Regions from separate parts of the Rattus norvegicus genome. Here region 2 is linked to region 1. The links are chromatin contacts, called in public Hi-C maps. All regions are on one chromosome and are shown on one strand. The core of a region is the stretch at or near the end of the contact, and the rest is flanking DNA. Distances in the headings are between cores, read along the strand shown. Region 1 overlaps Tcf7 (transcription factor 7). Region 2 has its middle 23 kb from the start of Vdac1.

Region 1 (3,890 bases), core at 625-3,124:
CCAAAGGAGCAAGAACTGAGGTGCTGAGTGGCTTGCCTTAGAACACTGTTGGACACAGGCAAAGCTTGGAGTCCTGGGGAATGAGAGGCCAGCTCTCACCAGTTCCTGGTGCTCTGCCTTTGAAGCCTCTGCTTAAGACTCTTGCCTGGCTCTTTGAGTAGAAGGCAGCCCTTAGCCTAGAAGAACCTGGCCTGAAGAGGCAGGGTTCCACTCAGCCCAGGGTTGAGTCAGCAGGTTTCCCACAGCTGACAATGGTGGATTTCAGAATGACTTTGGCTGAGGCTGAAGTGAATCAGCCATCACAACCACCACTTTCCATTTTCTCACTGTGGGGAAAGGCCGTGAGTTTTACAGCTGCACCAATGCACAGATAGATGCTGCTCTCACACCGAAATGGAGAGCCAACAGTCTCACAGCCAATCAGGATTGGGTCCTCCTCCCCATGCCAGCAGCCTCACATTCTGATTGGTTGCTCCTCCTATGCCCTCAGCCTCACAGCCAATCAGAATTGGTTCCTCCTCCTCATACCCTCAGACTCAGACCCTTTTTGACTTTAAAAAGAAAACAACCCCTCTTCCTCTCCCCCCCAAAAAAAACCCCAAAAACCCTCCAAGGCAGGATCTTGTTCTGCAGCCCAGGATTGTCTGGACTCATAGCCTAGGCTGGCTTCAAACTTTCAATCATCCTGCCTTCCACTCCAGGTTCCTTTCTGACCTTTGGGGCCAGGGTTTGCAAAGTCCCAGCCTTTTCTGTTATGAAATGTGGGCCAGCCTTTGTGGCTTCAGAAGCCAGGAGCTTGGACCCTAAGTTCCCACCTCAATGGTCACCTCCCATCCCTGGCCCATACCTTGCTTCTGGCTGATGTCCGCTGGTGCAGGGGTAGGGTGTGGACTGCTGAAATGTTCGTAGAGTGGAGAAAGTTGGGGGACGCCATGTGGGGGCTGGCCGGGCTTGTTATGCTGGAAAATGACCAGGAGGCTGGTGAACATGGAGCGTTCTGGGGCAGGGGGATGTGAGGGTCGGGGCATGCAGAACTTCAGTGAGCTCTGTAGTCATCTCATCCTGGCAGTCAAAAATCACAAGCTTATGGGAAGAGGGCACTCTACACTCCTTGTGTCCTGTGGTACTGTTTCCCTGCCTCCCAGTCTTGCAGACTGACTATGCAGTCCCACCTCCTAGTGAGCCTCTTCTAGGACACTCAGTGTTTCTCCTGCCCAGAAGTCCTTCCTGACCTCCTGGGTCTATGAAGCTCAATGGCTGTCTGCAGCCGTCCCTTCTACATCTCCCAGACTCTTCCACCTGAGCTCTAACGGCATGTGTTGGCACAGGGAAGGAATCTCCTTTGGCCCTTGATTGGGGTGAGGTCAGGTGGGACCTGGCTCCCTCCAGAGACAGTCTGTCCAGACTTCATTTTTCTGGTTTCCTTAGCACTGCAGGACTATTACTTTTCAGTCAAATGGTTCTATGTCAAAAGATGACTCAGCAGGTCGAGAGAGAACTCGGCCCAGCCACAAGGAGTCGCTGCCAGGCTTGGTGTGCATGCCCTTGCAGGCCAGAGCTCTGTGGATATCTACAACTGAGGTAGGCCAGCTTCCACCCAGACAAACGTGTCTGTTGAAATGCTGTTGGCTGAGAGCACATGGGAGTGACTGCTCACTGTGGCACAAAAGAAGAAATGAGACATCTCGGAACAAGACTGTAAAGAACACCTGGGAGAAGTAAAGCAGATGAAGTTAGTCACAGGCTTGTCAGTGGGACAATCCTCAGTCCTTGGGTGTCTTCTCCTGGAAGTCAATGGCCTAGCACAGGTCCCTTGCTTGTTACTGGGCTATTGCAACTCTAGGGCAAAGCCAGAGGCAAAGCTGGCACGAGGCCTCTGGCTGGGCACGGCTCCAGAGATCACAGACATCCTGGCCTACCCTCTCTCCCGGCAATCCTGCCTCCAGCAGCAGCTGCACCTCTCCCTCAAGTCTTGGCCTACTTCAGACCTCCCTGTCTTAGATAAACGAGAGTTGATGTCTGAAGCTGTGCGCGTTGGTGCTCAGTCCTTACATCCCAGACTCAGGAGGCAGAGGCAAGTGGATCTCTGAATTCAAGGCCAGCCTGGTCTGCATAGTTCCAAGCCCGCAGCATCCAGAGCTACATAGCATGTCTGTCTATTAAGGGAGGAGAGACTAGCAGTGAGCTGCATGGACACGTCAGGCACATGCCACTAGGGGACAAACAGGCTGCTGTTTCCTGTCTGTGAACCGTCTCCCATCTACCACCTCACTCTTCTCTCTCAGAACCCCTTATTAGGTCCAGCCTCATTCAGTGACCCCAGATCTCTGCTCTCAGTCTCCCCTCAGCCTAGCCTGTCTCTTGCCCCGAGACCTGTCAGCATCCGCAATGACCTCCAAAATGCTGAGGACCATCACCATTTCCCCAATCCTTTGCCCTCATGAGAGACTGATCCCTCCTCTTCCTTTAAACCAGGTTCCATCACTTGACTTTCAGAATACTCATTGCTTCATTTCCCTCCAGCCTTGGAGGCGACTCTTCCTTTCAGTCCTGGAGTTGATTCTCCCATCCACATTGGTATGGCTTTACACATCTTCAGGCTGGGGGCTGGTGAGATGGCTCAGCGGTTAGGAGCAAATGCTGCTCTTGGTGAGCCTATAACTAGAGCTGCAGGGAATGTGACAGCCTCCCACAGCACGTGCACGTGCACACACACACACACACACACACACACACACACACACACACACACACATAAAATCTGGACAATGGAGCAGCATCTACCTGACGACTCCACCTTTCCTTTTATCCCCTGAGACCACTTCTTACTATGTAACCCAGGCTGTCCTGAAAGTCACTCTGTAGATCAAAGTCAGGGTTAGTCTCCCACAGAGATCTCCCCTCTCTGCCCCTTGCGTGCTGGGATTAAAGGTGTGTGTTACAATGTCTACCTGACTCCCGATTTTGCTAGGAACTCTACACTCCAACTCTAGGCCTAAAATGTCTCCAAACTCCACTCTCACATAAGCACTCTAGTACTGAGCTGTATCCTCAGCCCCCACATAGAACCTCTGACTCTGTGAGTTGACCTCCTCAGTTACTGGCAGCTCCATTCTTCCATGGAGCGGCTGTTCAGACCAGACAACCTTGTAGTGTCTTGACACTGACCCTCCACTTAGCGGGTTATAATGTTCTACCTTCAAAATCTAGACTCCAACCACTTCTTATCTCCTCCACCAGTCTGAGCCACCATTCTCACCTGGACCACTGAGCCTCTCTGCCCCTTAGCCAGGTTCCAGCAGACAGAGATCGTGTCACTGCTGAGGCCTCCCTGACGTGACCTAGTGATAGCTCTGGGTGACCTCTCCCAGCTCCCTCACAGCAGCATGACCTACGGTGTCAAGGCGTTCCATTGGCTATGTTCTGAGGTATACTGTGGTGTGAAGGAAGCTTGGAAGGAAGCTTGGAAGCTCTAGGCTTGCTGACCATTTCTTGGTCCTGGCACTCCAGGATCCTGGGGAGCCTCTCTCGCTTCCTGGACAGGAGAAACAATCAGTCCCCGCCCACCTCATCAGTCTTAAAACAAACCATGCTTTGTCCTAATTTTGAGGAGCAGCTGCTGAGGCCCTTTATGGCAGGAAGCCCCCTGACAATCCTTAAGGTCTTTCTCATCTCATAGATTTCAAGGCAGCAGCAGCCAGCCAGCTAGCACCCTGTGGCAACCCCACTCCTATAGGATTTAGACCTCATGGCATTATCCCCTTCACACTGCCTAAAACCCAGTTTTGCTTAGGCTGAAGAAGCCTCAGAAATCCAGCTTAGCTTACAACTCCTGCCTACCATGTGCAGCATGTATGCGAGCAGCACTTGGGGGTTGTGAAGAGTTGGGC
Region 2 (4,271 bases), core at 39-2,538, 75 kb after region 1:
CTCACATTGACCCTAGAGCGGGCTCACAGGAGGGAAGGGGGGAGAATCTGGCATTTCAGTATAGTGAAGAGACTGTGTGGGATCCAGAAGAGCCCCTGCTTTGCTGTTAGAAAGGCACCATCTGCTGCTTTAGCCTTCTTATTTTATTTTACAGGTTATTATTGTGTGTTAGGAAGCACACAAACAATGGGTACCTAGGTTGAGGTCAGGGGACAACTCTGAGGAGTCAGTTCTCTCCTTCCGCTTTTATGTGCATCTTGGGGAATCAAACTCAAGTCACCAGGCCTGAGCAGCAATCGCCTTTATCCTCTGAGCCATCTTGCCGACCCTGCTGCCTCAGCTTTATCATCTCTGAAATGGGCTAATGAAGATATCTCCCTTTGGGGGTGCCGGGAGGACCAGATGAGAATGGGAGTTACTGCTCTGCTCAGTTCCTAAGAACTAAAAAGATGGCAGCCTTTAACAAAAGCCTATTCATCCCCATCCTGGGCCACCAGAGTAAGGAGCTGTTGGTGAGAGTCCTCTGTAGTCTGTTCCCACTGGGGAGTTGAATCCTGCTCCGAGTGGGTTAGTTCCTGGCCCTGATGTGGTCCAAAGCTGTGCTGGTCTTAGTCTGACTTGCTGTGTGTCCTTGAGTAAGTTGCTTTGCCTTTCTAAACTCCAGCAGCCTCATCCTCTCTAGCTTAACTAGCTGGGAAGCTCAAATAAAATTGTGCATTTAAAACCATCTGGCGAGGCCAGGAATCAGCTGGGAGCCACTCTGGTTCAGGCTTTGGAATATCACTCTCAAGGCCACCTGCCAGTTACCATCCTTCCAACTGCTGCTCACAGGTGCCCATGAAGGCTGTCCCCATCAGCCTGTCTCCTACACCCACACTGTGTGGACACCATGGGAGCCCAAGAAGTACTCTAGTCTCTGCTCTACTATGTACACTCTCCTGGAGGCCTGCGTCTCAGAGCTTCCCATTTCACCAGGAAGCTCATATCCAACTGGCCGGATGGACAGGACCTGACTGCACGCCCTGGAGACAGCCTGTGCAAGATGGGCCCAGTCTGTCCCTTGGGGCAGGACACCTAGCCTGGGCCTGTGAACTAAGGGATGGAGATGAATTTGCACCAGGGGCTTGATCCAACCTAATCCATTCCTACCCATGTAAGGAAGTCTGGAGCCATTGAATGGGAAGCCTGGCCCTGTCTGGGCCTAGTCATCCTCAAAGAAATGTTACCTAGGGTGAGTGGCAGCGGCCATGGCTGCAGTCCCTCAGAGTGGTGAGCAGACAGCATTGCTGCTGAGTGCACCCCCGCCCCCGCCCTGCCCTGACTCATCCAGAAAGCACGTGGCCACAGGGGACTCTGTCCCCTTTGCCTTTGGTTTCTGCTCCCCACTCAAACAACCTTGTTTTCAAGTGAAAACCCACAGAGCGCTTTCCCCGGGCTCTGATCCCCGAAACAAACAAAGGATGTTGGTCTGTGTTTTGGTTTGTTTTGAAGCTGCAGAAAAGAGAGGGAAATGGGTCACCTCAGGAACTCCAAGAGTGGTGGCTGAGGGCTGTGTGGTGGCCTCCGTGGTGGTGTCTAGCTCCAGAGGAGGATGGCTTGGCAAGGTCACCCTGGGTGGGCTCTAATCCTCAGGGAATGACTCCCCCACACACACTGGATGCTCTGACCCGAGTGGAGGAACCCTATGGGGCTCAGGAGCACACAGGAAGGCAGCAGGCTGGGATCCTAGGCTAGACTGAGAGACCCTTTGCCCAGTGACATTGAACAAAGCTTGTCTTTCTCTGAAATTCCGTTTCTAGGCTACCAGGCTCAGCTCTGACCCTGAGCTGCAGGGACCCAAGGCCATCGGGAAAGCCCTGTCAGGCCTGAGGGGACTTCCTGCCTCTTTCCACAACTCAGAGGAGGCTCCCACAGCACCTGGGGCCCAGGTTTTATGGCTATGCCCTTGAGGCCTGTGGCTGTTCCTCAGAGGTGTGCAGGTCCTGGAAGCCATGAGGAATAGTCTAGAACCTTTTAGCTTTGACCTTTTTCCTTCTTGCCGGTGCAGCAGCCTGAATGGCAGCCAGCCTCTGAGGGACTTGGTTTTCAAGGAGAGGTCTCAAGTAACCAGGACTAGCCTGAATCTCACTGTGTAGCCAAAGATGAGCTTTCCAGTCTGAACCTACTGTTTCCACCTCCCAAGTGCTGGTGACCCAGGCGTGTACCACCACACAGTTAATCAGCACTGGGGTTTGAACCCAGAGCTTTGTGCGTGTTAGGCAAACACTCTACCAACAGCTGCATCTGCAGACATTTCTTGTTTTGTTTTGACATAGATCTTACCGTGGAGCCCAGGGTGGCCTTGAACTCATGGCGATCCTCCTGCCTCAGCCTCCCTAGTATTAAGGATAAGTCTACCTCAGTGTTCATGCTCAGGTCAAGCCAGTGTGTTTTGGCCGTGTGTGTGTGTGTGTGTGTGTGTGTGTGTGTGTGTGTGTGTCCTTGATCCTTATTGTGAAAGCCATGGCTCCTCTGTTCCAGCAAGCTACACACTCCTTATTTTGCACATTATGTAGGGAGGCTCACAGGTCTCCCTGCCGAGTCCTTGGCCAGTTAAAGAAATGCATGCAGGAGCCTCCCAAGGCCCCATTTCTCACTTTTGAGATGTCATAGTAAACACAGGGTGCTGCTGTCAGAGAAGACATCTTATTGGTGGCCAAAAGATAAGGTGGAGACCCCAACCTGGGCCCTGTTTGGAGGTTCCCCTGCCCCTGGAAGAGCTGCTGGCACCATTTGCTTTCACACTGGCCGACACAGGTTTGTGGGAAGCTTTGGGTGGAGGGGGCTCTGCAGCCCACCCACTTGGGAGAGAGAGGCAGGCGCATCCCTGTGAGTTTAAGGCCAGCCTCCTCTACAGAGTGAGTTCCAGGACAGCTAGGACTACATAGAGGAACACTATTTCAAAAAAACAAAACAAACTCAAAACAAAACTACAACAACAAACAAACAAGACACACATCGCACGTGGAGCCAGAGGAAGGTGATGGTGCCCAGCTGTAATCCCAGAATTTGGGAGACTGAGGCAGTCGGAGCAGGAATTCCAAATCAGGAGGTCAGCATGCAACACACCAGACACCGTCTCATAAAAAGTCAAGTAGGATAGCGGGAGGCTTCAGTAGGTAAAGGGGCATGTCCCACAAGCCTGGTTCAATCCCCGGAAACCATGTAAAGGGGAAAACTGTCTTTAGAAAGTCCTCTGCCGGGGGCTGGAGAGACGTCTCAGCGGTTAAGAGCACTGACTGCTCTTCCAGAGGTCCTGAGTTCAAATCCCAGCAACCACATGGTGGCTCACAACCATCTGTAAAGAGATCTGATGCCCTCTTCTGGTGTGTCTGAAGACAGCTACAGTGTACTTATATATAAAATAAATGAATAAATCTTTAAAAAAAATGTTTAAAAAAAAAAAAGAAAGAAAGTCCTCTGCCTTCCACAGGAGTTCTCTGTGCTCGCTCTCTCTCTCTCTCTCTCTCTCTCTTTGAGTAATTATAAAATTCTTAAAAAGCTAAACAAACAAACACACACACACACACACACACACACACACACACACACACACACACTCAAGTGGCCAGAGGCTAGTGCCTGCTCCTTTCTTACTGTTGGGCACCAGGAAGGAGTCTCTTCTCTTTGGTCATCTTCTAGCGCCACCTGGTGGCCAATTATTCAAATAGCAACGGCGCTTTCAATAGACTTGGCCCGAGGGAGCTTCACCAAATGCAAAGGCAAAATGGTCTTGGGGCAAAGGCCAGCTTCGGTAGTTCTCTCCAGATGATTCCAACATGAGGCAGGGTTGCAGAGTCACTATGATACCATAGGTAGGCTTTCTGTTTCTCGAAAATCCAGAAGGAAGGGTGGGTGGGATGGTTGGGAGCCTTCCAAAGAGCTTCACTTCCCTGGTGTGGAATCTCCCTTCATTGCTAAGGACTCAGAGGCGTTTAAACCAGTGAACACTGACCACCAGAATGGAGCACCGTGCAGACAACCCACTGAGCCCATGATAGACCCTTACATCATTGTCTGTGCTGTTTCACTGATTCCCAATTTTTCCATCACGGCCTTCATTAATTCATTTTATGGCACAATTTTTAGCCCAATATCCTGTGATTTAGTGTGTGTGTGTGTGTGTGTGTGTGTGTGTGTGTGTGTGTGTGTGTGTGTGTAAGAGAGAGAGACAGAGACTCACCCAGAAATAAAACTATTCTGTAGCCCAGGCTAGCCTGTAATTGGTCATC

What was found. A called contact is a pair of places that touch in the nucleus more often than the background predicts.
Region 2: a contact with region 1 is called in a Hi-C map of the A7r5 cell line, with 6 times the contacts expected there. The contact joins two enhancer-like sites. A contact is called at or near these places in 12 of 12 Hi-C or Micro-C datasets (the A7r5 cell line, the Rat2 cell line, Schwann cells and 7 more) and 1 of 1 datasets of contacts at active chromatin or transcription factors (oligodendrocytes).

Annotation. Positions count from the first base shown.
Region 1 is chr10:36,932,732-36,936,621 of GRCr8, forward strand. It overlaps Tcf7 (transcription factor 7), which reads right to left. Exons shown (of 10, transcript NM_001427430.1): 4 at 848-959. Among named protein-coding and RNA genes, the nearest start is that of Tcf7, 20 kb to the right of the region's middle. Within about 2 kb of position 1,875, at least 19 of the 93 cell types and tissues checked have an H3K27ac peak or open chromatin away from gene starts, as enhancers often do. A contact at or near this core is called in the A7r5 cell line and liver, where this site is marked.
Region 2 is chr10:37,007,848-37,012,118 of GRCr8, forward strand. No RefSeq gene overlaps it. Among named protein-coding and RNA genes, the nearest start is that of Vdac1, 23 kb to the right of the region's middle. Within about 2 kb of position 1,289, at least 19 of the 93 cell types and tissues checked have an H3K27ac peak or open chromatin away from gene starts, as enhancers often do. A contact at or near this core is called in the A7r5 cell line and liver, where this site is marked.